Regions from separate parts of the Mus musculus genome. Here regions 1, 2, 3 and 4 are each linked to region 5. Evidence: chromatin contacts called from public HiChIP or PLAC-seq and promoter capture Hi-C data. All regions are on one chromosome and are shown on one strand. The core of a region is the stretch at or near the end of the contact, and the rest is flanking DNA. Distances in the headings are between cores, read along the strand shown. Region 1 holds the start of Il17re (interleukin 17 receptor E). Region 2 holds the start of Ankrd26 (ankyrin repeat domain 26). Region 3 holds the start of Thumpd3 (THUMP domain containing 3). Region 4 holds the start of Csgalnact2 (chondroitin sulfate N-acetylgalactosaminyltransferase 2). Region 5 holds the start of Ift122 (intraflagellar transport 122).

Region 1 (2,700 bases), core at 154-2,653, 2.4 Mb after region 5:
CTTCCTACCTGAAGAATGAGACACCAGACACAAACCAGAAACCAGACACAAACAGCAAGACCAGTGCCAAGGCTTTGTGGCTAGGACAGTAGGGCAGGGGGTTTGAGCAAAACTTCCTGTGTCAGAGAAAGGAAAGTCAGCATAGAGACACATGGCTGTAAGCCCATTGCTTAGGCTGAGACAGGAGGATTAAAGGATGGAAGCTTTGGTATTACATAGTGAGACCCTGTCTCAAAACAAAAACAAAAAGAGAAACAGTTGGGTCTAAGGAGGTCCCTCTTACCTCCTTCCAACTGAATTTAGGGCTGAGCTTTGATAAATCTTTTGAGTATGATCTTGAGAAAGTTATTAGACCCAGGTGCCAGACTGCTCATTCATCAAGAGTCTTAAGTAATGCAATGCATCTGGGAAAGCTTGGTAAAGTTGAATGTATCATAAAGTATAAAAGAGTATTGTTCCTGATAGAGTGAGGGGCCAGTGATAGGAAGAGCCACTTGGGTGGATGCCTGGAGATTAACCATGTTGCTCATTTTATCTTCCCCATTGGCAGGAAGCAACACGGCCCTCATCTTCTAGTCATTTCTCCTCCACTCTGGTGCTCAGAAGCCAAGGTCAGATAGAGGAGTGAAGAGCTCTGCCTAAGGATTTATAGAATCTGAGGAATCTAGACTAGTCCTGCACTTTCTTACTGATAGCAGACTCCTTGGGTTGGGAACCAAAACTGCCAAGGATGGCTCTCTGGGTCCTGGACCACTGGGGAGCCCAGGGAAGAGGAGCAGGACAGGAAATAAGACTTACCAGCAAAACGTTTATCCTGAAGATACAGGGCCCAGAAGGGAAAAGAAAGGAGAGAGGAGTCATTAGAAGGGAGTCGCATAAGGTGCATTCTCCCTGCACTCTGCATCCAACCATCTGGGTCTGAGACCCTCAGCTCAGTCCATCCATCCAGCTGTTTTTCTCTCAGTCCCACCCTGCCTAGGACCTCTGCTCACCAGAACCTTAGCCATCCCTTCAAGACCACATAGAGGACACACTGAGGCTGCCACTAAGAGCCCAGGATTTCAGAGGTAGGAAAGGGCAGGCAAGAGAAAGAGGGGTTCTAGTCTGTGCCAAGCAAGTGCCCCTTCACTTGGCAGCAGGACCTTACCACACGGTAGGCCAGGAGACAGTGGCTGGTCCAACTCCGCAGGCAGGGGCAGGCAACCCGAGCAGACACAGCGAGGCCGATGAGCAGTAGCGGGAGAGACAGGAGCAAGGCTGCCAGTCTGGGGCTCCCCATGAGCTTCTGTAGGATCCGGGCGCAGAGACCATGTCTTTCCTGTCTGCAAGAGGGCAGCAGGGCCTGGCCCTGGAGCTGTGAGAAGCACACAGTACCAGCAGGCGCTCTCACCTAACCCTGCCCTAGATCCACCCTGCCCCGAAGCTCCTCCTTGATCCTAACCAGCAGGCTTGGTCACATTCCTTCTCCTGAGCCAGGGCACTGAGGAACACTTGCTTGCTCTGTAAAAAGCCTTACTGCCCTGGAGTCACAGGAGGCTCTTGGTGTGGCACAGTTAACAGGAAAGGGACCTGCACCTTGTTGTGGAGGTGCACCCATTTCTTAACCCCTCCTGCACCTCAAATACTGCCGATCTGACACACATATTACATTAGTATACTCTGCCACAGACAGTTCCACATCCTTCTCTTTGAGAAATGAACAGTTACTCTCCATTTGTCTACGCTGAATGCTGACGATAAAGAAGTGGTTGGGGCATCATTTGCTGAAGTCAAAAATGAGTAAACATTATAAAACACAAATAAGCCTCCTGCGTACCCCACATGCACTTGGGCTCCCCACCCGGCTGTCTTCCCACTAAAGCCCAGCCTTCTCTCTGTGCCCACTAGCCCTTTCCAGCTGTCAAAGTGCTCTCCATCTTTGAAGACCAACTAAATGATACGGCTTGTTCAGGAAGCCCCAGAGCTGACAGCCGAGCTCTGGAGCAGAGGGAGCAGCCCCACGCACTGACCTGGTTTCCTGTGGTTTCCGGTGCAGGAAAAAGGCTGACACGGCTCCAGGCTTTGTGGGGACCCTCCCCATCCCCATCATCTTACAGTTTCCTCTTACCATGGAGCACTTGAGCTGCAGCAGCCCTCTCCTTCCTTGGCAATGCCCGAGGGGAGGAAAGTTCAGGGCATGTCCATGGGGGCCTCTCTCTCTCTCTCTCTCTCTCTCTCTCTCTCTCACACACACACACACACACACACACACACACAAACACACACACACCCTCAGGACAGGGTTTCTCTGTGTAGTTCTGGCTGTCCTGGAACTCACTCTATAGACCAGGCTGGCCTTGAACTTAGAAATCCATCTTTGCCTCCCAAGTGCGGTGTTGGGTCTAAAGGCACACACCACCATTGTCCTCCTTGTCTCTGTTTTAAAATTAAATTTTTTTAAAAACTTAGGTGTGCGTGTGTGTCATGGTGGGCATTTAGGTGGGCAGGTGTGCTTGTCCATGCAGGTTCATGCGGAGGCCAGAGGCTGACACCAGAGGCAGTCCTAAATCTACTGGCTCATATCTGCAGCCTCCAATTTACCTATTACTCTGAAAGTCTCCTCTTGCTTTTGCATTCATGAAATGAATTGGTCCCTGCTTGGTGTCCGACTTGTTTTGAGACAGGACCTGTCACTGAACCTGGCTCTTCGCTTGCGGTTGC
Region 2 (2,700 bases), core at 137-2,636, 2.7 Mb before region 5:
CACACACAGAGGCACACATGCACACACATGCGCGCACACACACACAAAGATAAAATTAGCAATAGAATTTATTTCAATTTTTATTACAAAAGATATAGTCAAATCAAAAACCTGTGGAATCATTCCATTGAGTACAGCATGTATTACAGATCCACACTGCAGAAGTGGGATTCCTGTGGGTTGGGGAGCAGGGGGAGGGGGTAGGATAGGAAAGCTGATAACATTCGAAATGTAAAGAAAATATCTAATAAAAAATTAAAAATTAAAAAAAAAAAGAAGCTGTACCATAGGAACTGACTGATCTGAACTACTGCCGTAGCAAGTTTTGAACGTTGCAAGTCCAGAAGCAAATCACATTGAGCCATCGTGTTCTCCTGTGCGTGGGACCTAGCTTCTTTATGTCCAGGAGGTAAAGCCTTTGGAATGTCCACTGGGACTCCTAGCTTCCATCAGCCAAAGGGGGTAAGAAATTCATCAACTGCCATCTGAGGGGTGTTAACACAAAACCCACTTACCTGACGTACCCACCGACGTATCTGAAAAGTGGGTTGATTTGTTGTCGTTTCTATTAAAATTGGAACATGAAACAGGATTTGAGGTAGCCTGAATTTGAGGTAGTTCCTGCGGCCACTGGAGGTCCTATTAGGCACGAACGGTATTTTATTCCCTTTGAGGTGAGTTGTGGCTTTAGATTGACAAAATTTATTAACAATTTAAAACGTCAAGGTGAACACTTACACTGGAAAACTGCTTACTAAGTATTACTTTTTCCAGGTCCAAAACCAAAAATTTACACACATCATATCGTTTCATTCAGATCCCAAATGCAGACAACCTTTTCTTCTTACCTCCCATCAGCTTGTCTAACTCATATACTGACTCTTTAGGCTGTGAAACACGATCATTTATTGCACTAATTCCCAAACTACTTAGCTTAACAAAATCTCTTCCCTTACTCTTCCACGCCACGATTCCATCCATGCTGTTTGTAGTTTACTTTTTGATTATCGCCTACCTAGAGTCCAATAGGTTTGCTCCCCAACAGGTTTAACTGCCACTGAAACACAAGGCCAAAGCTAAGCAGGGAGGCCGGACTCCAGAAGGTTCTGCGCCCATCTGCCAGGCGCCCTCAATGCCCGCAGTCCTGGAGTACTGGGTCTGGGTTCCACGCTGCTGAGCGACCCCCATTCCTGTTGAAGCCTTGCAGCGATCACGCCCAAACCGAGGCTAACCCGGGCCTCTGGAAACAACACACTGCCCACCTCCGCCTTAAACCCCGGGTTAGAGAACCCGCTAGGTTGCAGCGCCCTGACCTCCTGAACAGCAAAGAAGGCGGAGCCTGGCCGTGCGCACGCGTGCTGGGCACTGGTCGCTGCTGGGCCTGTGTGAGCATGCGCGGCAGCAAGAAGGCGCGGGTTGCTAGTTTGCAGCTCGGCTTGGCGATTATTGTGCTTTAAAAACCTGCCGGGCCATGCAGCGTCTTTCCCGGTGGGATCCCGTGCGTCTAGGCCGGCTTTTCAATAAGTGCCCTAGCTGCGTTGTGTTGTCAGCCAACGTTGCGCGGGGAAGAAGGTGCCTGTGAGGGGCGTACCCTCTGCCATGAAGAAGATTTTTGGCTTCAGGAGTAAGGGCCCATCGCCCTTAGGCCCCTCTGCCCGCCCGCGCAGCAACTGCGTGGGCTTTGGACGCGAGAGTGCTAGTGGCTCCCACGTGCCCAGGTACCATATTCACGACAAGGATATGGGCAAGATCCACAAGGCTGCAAGCGTGGGAGATGTAGCCAAAGTGCAGCATATCCTTATCCTTGGAAAAAGTGGCGTGAACGATAGAGACAAGAAGGACAGGTAATAAATGGCCCGCCAGTTAGCGGGGCGGGACGAAGCTGGTGGGGGAGCGTGCACCTACCTTGTCTGGCTTTGGGGCTGGAAGACAGAGAGTCTATCTTTCATTAAGGAAGCTTGACTCTTCCCACCTGGCTTTGAATGCCTAAGTCTTAGTGGGGTCTAAGCCCTGACCTGTATGAACAGCAAGGACAGCAACAAAAAACACTTCAGCTGGTTTCTGATCCACTGACAGTTCCCTTCACTGGCAATGTAAAGCGAGTTAACTAACATTTTAACTTTCTGCATACATATAAGAAAGTTTTATGTTGTAGAAATACATAATAGGAGAAATGTTTCTGTTCAAGGTTAAAAATTCTTCCACTAACATACAGGATCCATCTTATCACTGCCGTACACCTGTGTGAATGGTTTTGGTTGGTTGGTTTGTTTTTACTGCATTTTGAAGTGGGAAAATAGTTCCATATTCTCGAGTCAAAGATTGGTAATTCCCAGAACTCGAACTCTGAATATCCTGATCAATTTAACGTAAGCCAAACCCGACCGTCAGCGTTTTAACAATTTTGAGTTTCTTATGTTGCTTTTGATTTTGTGATGAGACGAGAAAAAAAAAACTTTCTAAAGGATAAAACTACTAGTTTTCACAAGTCAGTCGTTTACTAGCAGCCAAAGAGACACAGCAGTGAGCAGGGTGGAATAGAAAACCCAGAACATATCCAATCAAGTATATGTAAGAATTTAGATATTGCTGGGCAGTGGTGGCTCATGCCTTTAATCCCAGCACTTGGGAGGCAGAGGCAGGTGGATTTCTGAGTTCGGGGCCAGCCTGGTCTACAGAGTGAGCTCCGTGACAACCAAG
Region 3 (2,700 bases), core at 168-2,667, 2.8 Mb after region 5:
TGTTTTGTTCAAACCTGAGCCAGACTTTCCACTGCAATATCAAAATAGATCTTTCCGCGGTCTTTGCTGATTCTGCAGGCCGACTTCAGTTTCTCTCTCACTTCCCCCGCAGCCGTTTGTTCAAAGCCAGTGGGTACAGTGGCTCCAATAGTGACTTGGAGATGCTCCGACTCACTTCTGACGCCGCTTTCTACCAGCGACACAGGCTCTTTGTTGCCATCAAGGTTCATACCCAGGCACTCTCTGGTAGCTTCTTGAGTGTCACAAGACATGATGGAGATGTTTCTAAAAGGACCAACAGTCTCTAGAGGCAATACAGGGAAGAAAAAGGGAAACAATGCCATCTCTTTTTGTATTTCAATGTACCTATCGAGTTAAAACTGTAGTATAAATAAGGGCACGGATTACAGGCAGTGAAACGTGACTAAACAAGCAATATGCAGGCTCATCAGGAGAAAAGACAAGAGTGTTTCCACTGCATGCAGTGCTTGGCTTAGGCTCATCTGTGTTGGTAAGCACCATCTTACATTTGCTAACATGAATAGAGAAGCTCCTCTGTTGCTCTTTCAGCTTAGCACTTCAGGATGTGAGGCTGTAGTGGTTCAGAGTTAAAAATTCTTGCTTCCCACACTCGCGGGTCCAGGAAGCAAGTTACTCCTGCCTAGTTTCGAACTGGAAACTAAATATATCTCTCTTTCCCAAAGACAGAAGATTTTAACGAGAACAACACAATTCTGGACTAATGATCAAAACTTTTAATGTATGGGTGAGGTATCTACTTTCCGCCATGTAGACAAGTGGGCAGTGAATTTATTAAAGATTAACTCAACTTCCACTATCTAAACAATTACAAATATCTGAAAGCCTACTATGTGGTGACGCCGAGATCCAATGACGCGCATGCTGGGGACACCTTGGAAATGTCTGAAGCTAGTAATACAGACGTCCTGTGGGAGTGTTTGTGGAGGTTGAAGGGGCTGGAGTGGTGTTACCGTGATGGAGGGCCCACACCTCCCACCAGCTTTTCAAAAGCGCCGTGGCTTAAGCTAACATCTTCCTTGTCCCTAATGCTGTGCCAACCAAGAACAGGCCACAGAGGTGAACGCGGTTCCACCGTGTCACCGTTCGCCACTGTGAACACAACTCCTACGGACAGTGTGGAGAGCAGAAGGGCTGTTCGGACCGAAGGGCAGTGGCTCTCTCACTCCCACCCTCTGCGAAGCCCAGCGAGAGTCCAGACGCTCAGCCCCAGCACCGACCTATACGAAGCCACCGCCGTCTTCCCCTGCGTCCCACCCACCCGGCCACTCCCAGCCGCGGCCAGTTACCGGCAGCAAGCACAGACCCTTCCGGTCTCCGCACCGCGAGCACGCCGCCGGAAGCCGAGGTGCCAGCCCGGAAACGGAAGTCAGGCCTCGGAGGGCACGGTGCTCCCACGCTCCGGGGTAGGCGGGGGAGTGTGCGCGGAGAGCTGTGCGCAGTTGGGTGCACTCTGACCCGGAAGAGGAAGAACGGCCGGTAGGCCGGTCACCTGCCCGGAGGGAACCACTGCGGAGGGCGCTCTCCTAGCGAGCGGATGCTCGGTTGTTCTACTTCCTCTGCCCTCAGTGTCGAGCACTGGGGTGAGACTGGGACTTGATTCCAGTCTTAAAGCCAGAGAAACCGAGGCTAAAGAGATTCTTCTCCCCCATTCCCGTCTTGCACAACACTCTTTACTTGGAATTTCTTTTTGAGATTGGAGTCTCACTATGTAGCCCTGACTGGCCTGCTCGTTTTGTCGATCGTTCTGTCCTGGAAATCACAGATATCCGCTGTCTCTGCCTCCGGGATGCTAGGACTACAGGTGTGCGCCACCATACCCGGCTTGGATTCTGCAGGGACCGGCAAGCTGTGCTGTAACTAGAGTATAGCCCCTAGCCTAGCCTGCGGTTTTCAGATCATGTTTCTCTATATATGCCAAAGGTTACATTTCCTATATTTTAGTTACATGTATTTCCTGTGTGTGTGGAGGGAGCTTGTGTGCCACACCTGAGGTCAGAGGACAACTTGGCAGAAGTTGCTTCTCTTCCACCACGTGGGTTCCAGTGATCCAGCTCAGCTAATCAGGATGGGTAGCAAGAGCCTTTACCCTCTAAGACGTCTCACCAGCCCCAAATGTAACATTTTAAAAGAGGAAACTTAGAACTCAACAGAAAGAGACAGCCGGATTTTGGGGGGGGGGGGGGAGCGATGGTGGAGAGATGGCTCAGTGATTAAGGCTTGCTTTTCCAGAGAATTCAAATTTGGTACCCAGCACCCACCCACCTCTGGCCGCTCTCAATACCTGTAACTTCAGGGGCTCTGACAGCCAAGTCTGGCTCCAAGGGCATTATGACACTGCATTGCAATCTCTCTCTCTGCCTCTCCCCTCATCCTCACCAATAAATAAATAAATAAATAATAAAAATTGTTTAAAGTTTCAGTGGTGGCAGCAGCAGCTGAGGCATGGAGCCACACTGTCCTTGTCAGCACGGACAATGAGAAAGGTAAAAACCGGATCCTTGCCTTGGATGCATCAAAGAGTTTAGGAGCAGCCAGTATCGTAGAAAGCGGCGTTGTAGTTTAGTAAAAAATAAAAAAGGGGTCTGACAAACGGCCCAGCATGTAAAAGGTGTCTGCCATCAAGCCTGGCCATCTGCATTCTATCCCCAGGACCCACAC
Region 4 (2,700 bases), core at 19-2,518, 2.3 Mb before region 5:
CCAGGCTGCCCTGGAACTTACTAAGTAATCCAGGAAGGCCTGAAAAATATCATTTTTCTGTCTCAGCCTCATGAGTGCTAGGACTATAGGCAGATGTCACACCTGGCTTCTGGGGACTTCTCAGAAACTGTTAATGAAATGTCAAGTGTAACGTAGGCACACAGTAGATGTGGGCTTGGACTAACAGTGCCAAAGCTGGAGTCTGGCATCGTGGCTCGCTAAGATTTCAGTGAGGTGCCATTTATATCTACTTTATTAATACATTAGAGAATTTTTGCCTTATCTTGGAAATTTAGCAGTGCTGGGCACTTAACCATTTGCTAAAGGTCCCCATGTTCCAAGTCTCCTAGGAGAGAATTCTCCTGCCTCCCTGCACTCATACTTAGGACTGTGGCTGGTAGACAGCAGGCAGCTAACCCACGTGGACTGTCTTTTGTGATTGTACTAGAGAAGATGGATGTCTGAGGGGACTTCAAGGTGCGTCCTAAAGAAGCAGCTGTCCAAGGGAGACACTTTGTTCCTGACCACAGCTGGCTCTATTGGCTGACAGTTGTTGAGATATCTTCTGCCCAGATGTTCTCCTCTAATGCCACAAGGGAAATCCTGAAAACTTTAACGGTCTGGATCACCTACTTCTAAGATAGGCTTGCTGACTGCATATCCAGTCTCTTTCCAACTTTGCCAGTGTGTGCTTTTCTGAAAAGGCTAGACTTCACACACACACACACACACACACACACACACACACACACACACACGGTACTTTACATGCAGCAAATGGAATTATTTATTTTAAGTAAAAACACGTAAGGACCTCTTCAGTGTTCAGTACCGATCTTCCCTGAGCAGAAGGCATGTTGGCTATCCTCAGCCTCCCCGCTAGTCAGCTCTGCCAGGTTAGCACTTATGTGACGATTAGCCACATGCGTGTCTAGTTAAGTGTCTCTAAGGCATGATGTTCCCAGGCTATTTATCCCACAGGGCTTGAGCACCCATCTCAGTTGTTGTTTGTTTGTTTGTTTTTAGATGAATCAACTGTCATCTGTGGAGCTTTCTGTGCAGGGCACAGGACAGAAGAGGGAGGAATAGGCGTGTCCTAGCTGGAAAGAGAAAGGCCTGGCCCTGGAGGGCGGGACTTGGCAGTGTGGAGGGCGGAGCCCGGCTGCGGTGGGCTGGGTCTGGCCCTGGAGGGCGGAGTCTGGCTGTGGAGGGCGGGGCCTGACCGCGGAGGCGGGCGCGCCACAGCAACCCAGCCTCATTTCCCTCATTTCCTCGCGCGCGCCGGAAGTGGCGGTGCTCCGCGGCGGCGCGCCGGGCCGGCCCCGCGCAGGGCGCTGGCCAGGTGTGCAGGTCCCCAGAGGCGGCGACGCTGAGCGGCGGGCGCGGTGAGTACCGCCGTGTCCTGCCGCGCCTCTGGGCAGCGGCCGGTCCCCTCGGACGAGCCCTCCGGGACGCCGCTGGGCGCGGCGCTTCCTTGACGCGCCCTCCCGAGGCTGGTCCCGTTTTGGAGACCGCTGCTGCCAGGGACCGCTGGTTTGCGTGTCAGGTTTTTTTTTTAACCTCCTCGTCATCATCTCTGCTGAGTGGCTAAACTTTTTACTGTGGGGTTGAACGCGCCCACTGGCAGCAGCCCTCCTGCCTCTGACAAAACGCTCCCCTTTAAAAGATGCTCTTGGAGTAGGAATTGATGATCGCCGGAACCTGGATAAAAACCAAAAACGGAGAACTGTCAGAAGGACCAGATAGTTTAGAAAATTCCTGCATTTCTGAGCAACTGGCTGGGTAATTTGTCAAATACCACAGCGGTACTTGTGTTTGTGATGATGACATTGGCGGCATGACAGTTTGGTTACAAATCTAACGCTTTTCTTCTTAAGTCCTCATTAAATCTGAAGGTGTGCTTTAGCTTGTTTTTGAAATGTACATGCAGTGTCCTGACAGTTCATGCCACTGAAGGCCCCTGGGCCTTTAATACCTTGGGGATTAATGCCATCTCTTAAAGGTGCATTTAAAAAAGCACCTCTGATTTCCGAAGTAATAAAAAGGTGTTTTATGGCATAATATTCGGGAATATTTGCTACTATCTTTTTTAAATTATGTGACTAAAAGAATATAAAAAGGGTGTTGTGTTTTCAGTATATGAGGCTTAGAAGTGTTGATATTAAACAACCAGCTTTAGTTTCAGATAATTAAGAAATTACTGTTTATCCATCTACACTCCTTTTGTAGTGGTATAAAATATAAAAAAACGTCAACAAATGCATGAAAATGAACTGTCTGTGAATCATTACATGCTTCTTACCTTGTCTGCTGCTACACACATCAGATTTTAATTGTACAACATTCCCATAGTGCTCTGCTTCTTCCAAATAGGTTACCCCTGCTTCCCCATTAAGAGTTCTGACTTCTTTCATCAGCCATTAGTTTGGACTATTTTAAGCTTCATGTTAATGGAGTTAATATATAGTATTCTCAGAATATTGCTGTGGAAGTCACTGTTCGTGTTTTTTGATATGATATCATTCATATCATGGTATGGTGTTGATAATTCTTTCTTATAGTGTAATGTGCCATTCTGTGATGTGATTGTTCTTCTGTTCATGAATGTGTGCTTCCAGATTTGTGTATTATTTGTTTTAGGTTTTAGGGGTGTTATAACATTCTTGTGAATGTCTTAGTATGTGAATACATTTCTGTCAG
Region 5 (2,700 bases), core at 178-2,677:
GGGACGTTCAGGATCTCAGGAAAGGTCTCACAAGGAAAAGTCTCAGGACAGACAGTGGTGGGGAACAGACCAGACCATCTAAGAAGACTCTGAGTCAAGCTGAGAATTAGTCAAGCCAGAATTTCCTGAAATGTGTTCCTGGCTGGTGGATTTTAATGACAAAATAGAATAGGATATCAAATCATACCAAATTAATTAAGATGACAGAGTCATTCTATTGTCATTCTCTCTTTTTAAAACACTTTTTGATTTTTTTTTAAAGATTTATTTATCATGTATACAGCATTCTTCCTGCATATACACCTGCTGGCCAGAAGAGGGCACCAGATGTCATTATAGATGGTTGTGAGCCATCATGTGGTTGCTGAGACTTGAACTCAGAACCGCTTGAAGAGCAGACAGTTCTCTCAACCTCTGAGCCATCTCTCCAGCCCAATATTTTTTTTTACTATATATTTTTTTCTTTTTCTTTTTTGTTCGTTTGTTTTTGTTTTTAAAGACAGGGTTTCTATGTGTAGACTTGACTGTCCTGGAACTTATCCAAAGTGCTCTTAAATACTAAGCCTTAATCCTCAGTATTTAAAATTAAGCTTTAAATTAAGCTCACTCTTAAGTACTAATTTTGAAAATACTCCTCAAACTTCCCAATCAAGAGATGTCTTGACTTGATCGCATCTTACATGTTTCTCTGACCGTACATGGAAATGTCCTGTTTCAGACACAGTAGATCTCAGCTCAGGTGGAAATGCTCAGAACCGAGATGCAAGTTACTCACACCGTTTTGTTTGTTCCTGCTCGAAAATTTTTAATCCCGGCACTGGGGAGCTAGAAGCATATGTATCTTTGTGAGTTCAACGCCAGCTTGGTCAACATAGTGCATTCCAGACCAACCAGAGCTTTAAAGTGAGGCTCTATCTCAAAAACAAACCAACAAAAACAGGAGAAATTTAAAGAATGTCAGATAAACAAAAGTGTGGGCACTTTGAGGATGGTTAGGAAGCTGAGAAAACACTGGTGGGTGAGGAATTTTGAGAAGAGAGAAGTGAAATTGGATGATGATGACGTATAAACTGCTCCAGCCTCCCTCAGATGATCCCTATGCCCCTCCAGGAATCTCAGCTTCTCTTCCATTGGGAAGTTGAAGGCACGGAATCAGAGTCCTCGGTCCAGGCCGCAGGCCCGTTGCCATGGCAATGCGCCGGTTCCTGCCGCCTCCCCGCCATCCCCGAAGTTCCCGCTCCTCACCACTGCTCCGCTTTGTCTCTCCACGTCAACACGGCCCTCATCGCCGTTTCCCTCACGCTTCGGGCCCCTCCTCCCAGCCTCGGCAGCAACAGGCTTCTTTCCACAAACCACTTCAGCTACCTGCGCTACCCTTAGCAACGCACATGCGCAATGAACCGCGCATGAGTTTCCCAAAGCTCCAAGTGCGCATGTACAAAAGGGAGCCCACCTCCTCCGCCGAAGCGCCGGGCGCGTAGGGACGCAGGAGGCGGAAGCGTAAGTATGACACGAGCGATTGGTCCGGAAAGGTGGGTGGGGCGGGGAGTCTTGACGACAGAGGGTTTGATTGGCGGGACCCTGGCTGTGGCATCTGTAGCTGAAGCGGTGGCGGGAAGGCTGCTGTGTGGGTTGATTGACTTTCACGTCGGTGTTTGGATTCGGCTCAGTGGTTTGAGTTGTGTTTTACTCCACCTCTCGGCCTGGAGCTGCAGCTGCGCCCCAGTGGACCAAAGCAGCAGGGATGGAGAGCCCAAACCTTGGGGACAACAGAGTCCGTGGAGAGAGCCTAGTTCCAGACCCGCCTTGGGATCGCTGGCAAGTTATTAAACCTCTCTCGGGCCTCAGAGGAGTCGCTCTTGTGTGGGTCTTCCTAACCTTTAACACAAGGTGGCACCTAGAGCTGTCGCCCTGTGGGAACAAGACTAGGGTGTACCCGATTCCTTGGCCGAACTGACTGGGGAGCTTGGAGGACAAGGGAGGTTTTGTGATGCAAGCAGGTTAGCCTGGGCCGGAAGGGACCCTCAGAAATAGCCCTATGACAAGTCACAGAGGAAGCTACTGTTGTGTCCGGGCTAAAATGATGCACGTATTTGCATGTCCCAAAACTTGGGCGCTCAAACACTTTTAAGGGCTGGGCATTTAACTAAGTTGGTAGTGTTTACGTAGTAAACACAAAGCCGAGGGTTCGAGCGACAGCACCGAATATCCGGGCTTGGCGGCGTCTGCCTGTGGAGGCAGGAGGATCAGAAGTTGAAGATGAGTCTCTGGTACGTCGTGGGTTCAAAGCTAGCCTATGGTACATAAGATTCCCGGCTCAAAAGCAAACAACAAAACTTTTTTTTTTTTAATGCTACTTCCTTTTTACAGATGGAGAACGGAGATTTTGAGCTCAAAGTGACTTTCTCTTTGGAAGATCAGCTAATAATAAGTAGCGAGCTGGGGTTTTGACCCATTTTGTTAACCTAACAGTTTTGTAGGGATTCCCTCAGGTTTCAGTTACCTTGTCTCCCTATAAGATCCTTCTAGCTGATACCTAACGCCAAATTCCATCTAAGAATGCCATGGTTCTAATTGTGGTTAGTCTCTAGGTCTTGCTTAGTGTCCCTATTTCCCTATTTGTAGAAAGTAGGTTGGGTTAGAAGGTCTCTCTAGAGACCCACTTTTTTTTCTTTATGTGTTTGTCTATATACGTAGGTG

What was found. Promoter capture Hi-C pulls out the DNA fragments that hold promoters and counts their contacts. HiChIP or PLAC-seq counts read pairs in DNA pulled down with a chosen protein or histone mark.
Region 1: a contact with region 5 is called in a promoter capture Hi-C map of cranial neural crest. The contact joins the promoter of Il17re here to the promoter of Ift122 in region 5.
Region 2: an H3K27ac HiChIP or PLAC-seq map of embryonic stem cells shows a contact between it and region 5, with 6 times the contacts expected there. The contact joins the promoter of Ankrd26 here to the promoter of Ift122 in region 5. A contact is called at or near these places in 2 of 115 datasets of contacts at active chromatin or transcription factors (astrocytes and embryonic stem cells).
Region 3: a promoter capture Hi-C map of hematopoietic stem and progenitor cells shows a contact between it and region 5, with 4 times the contacts expected there. The contact joins the promoter of Thumpd3 here to the promoter of Ift122 in region 5. A contact is called at or near these places in 2 of 39 promoter capture datasets (hematopoietic stem and progenitor cells and pre-B cells).
Region 4: a contact with region 5 is called in a promoter capture Hi-C map of fetal liver, with 3 times the contacts expected there. The contact joins the promoter of Csgalnact2 here to the promoter of Ift122 in region 5. A contact is called at or near these places in 3 of 39 promoter capture datasets (the 3T3-L1 cell line, fetal liver and maxillary cranial neural crest).

Annotation. Positions count from the first base shown.
Region 1 is chr6:113,457,474-113,460,173 of GRCm38.p6, reverse strand. It overlaps Il17re (interleukin 17 receptor E), which reads right to left and starts at 1,403. Exons shown (of 15, transcript NM_145826.6): 1 at 1,148-1,403; 2 at 799-814. The coding sequence starts at 1,279.
Region 2 is chr6:118,560,957-118,563,656 of GRCm38.p6, reverse strand. It overlaps Ankrd26 (ankyrin repeat domain 26), which reads left to right and starts at 1,386. Exons shown (of 34, transcript NM_001081112.2): 1 at 1,386-1,844. The coding sequence starts at 1,600.
Region 3 is chr6:113,045,019-113,047,718 of GRCm38.p6, reverse strand. Thumpd3 (THUMP domain containing 3) reads right to left here and starts at 1,417. Exons shown (of 10, transcript NM_008188.3): 1 at 1,329-1,417; 2 at 15-304. The coding sequence starts at 272. It overlaps Gm43868 (predicted gene, 43868), which reads left to right and starts at 1,548. Exons shown (of 1, transcript NR_164179.1): 1 at 1,548-2,700.
Region 4 is chr6:118,137,708-118,140,407 of GRCm38.p6, reverse strand. Csgalnact2 (chondroitin sulfate N-acetylgalactosaminyltransferase 2) reads left to right here and starts at 1,268. Exons shown (of 8, transcript NM_030165.3): 1 at 1,268-1,385.
Region 5 is chr6:115,852,255-115,854,954 of GRCm38.p6, reverse strand. It overlaps Ift122 (intraflagellar transport 122), which reads right to left and starts at 1,427. Exons shown (of 29, transcript NM_001167763.1): 1 at 1,246-1,427. The coding sequence starts at 1,286. Mbd4 (methyl-CpG binding domain protein 4) reads left to right here and starts at 1,614. Exons shown (of 8, transcript NM_010774.2): 1 at 1,614-1,818. The coding sequence starts at 1,745.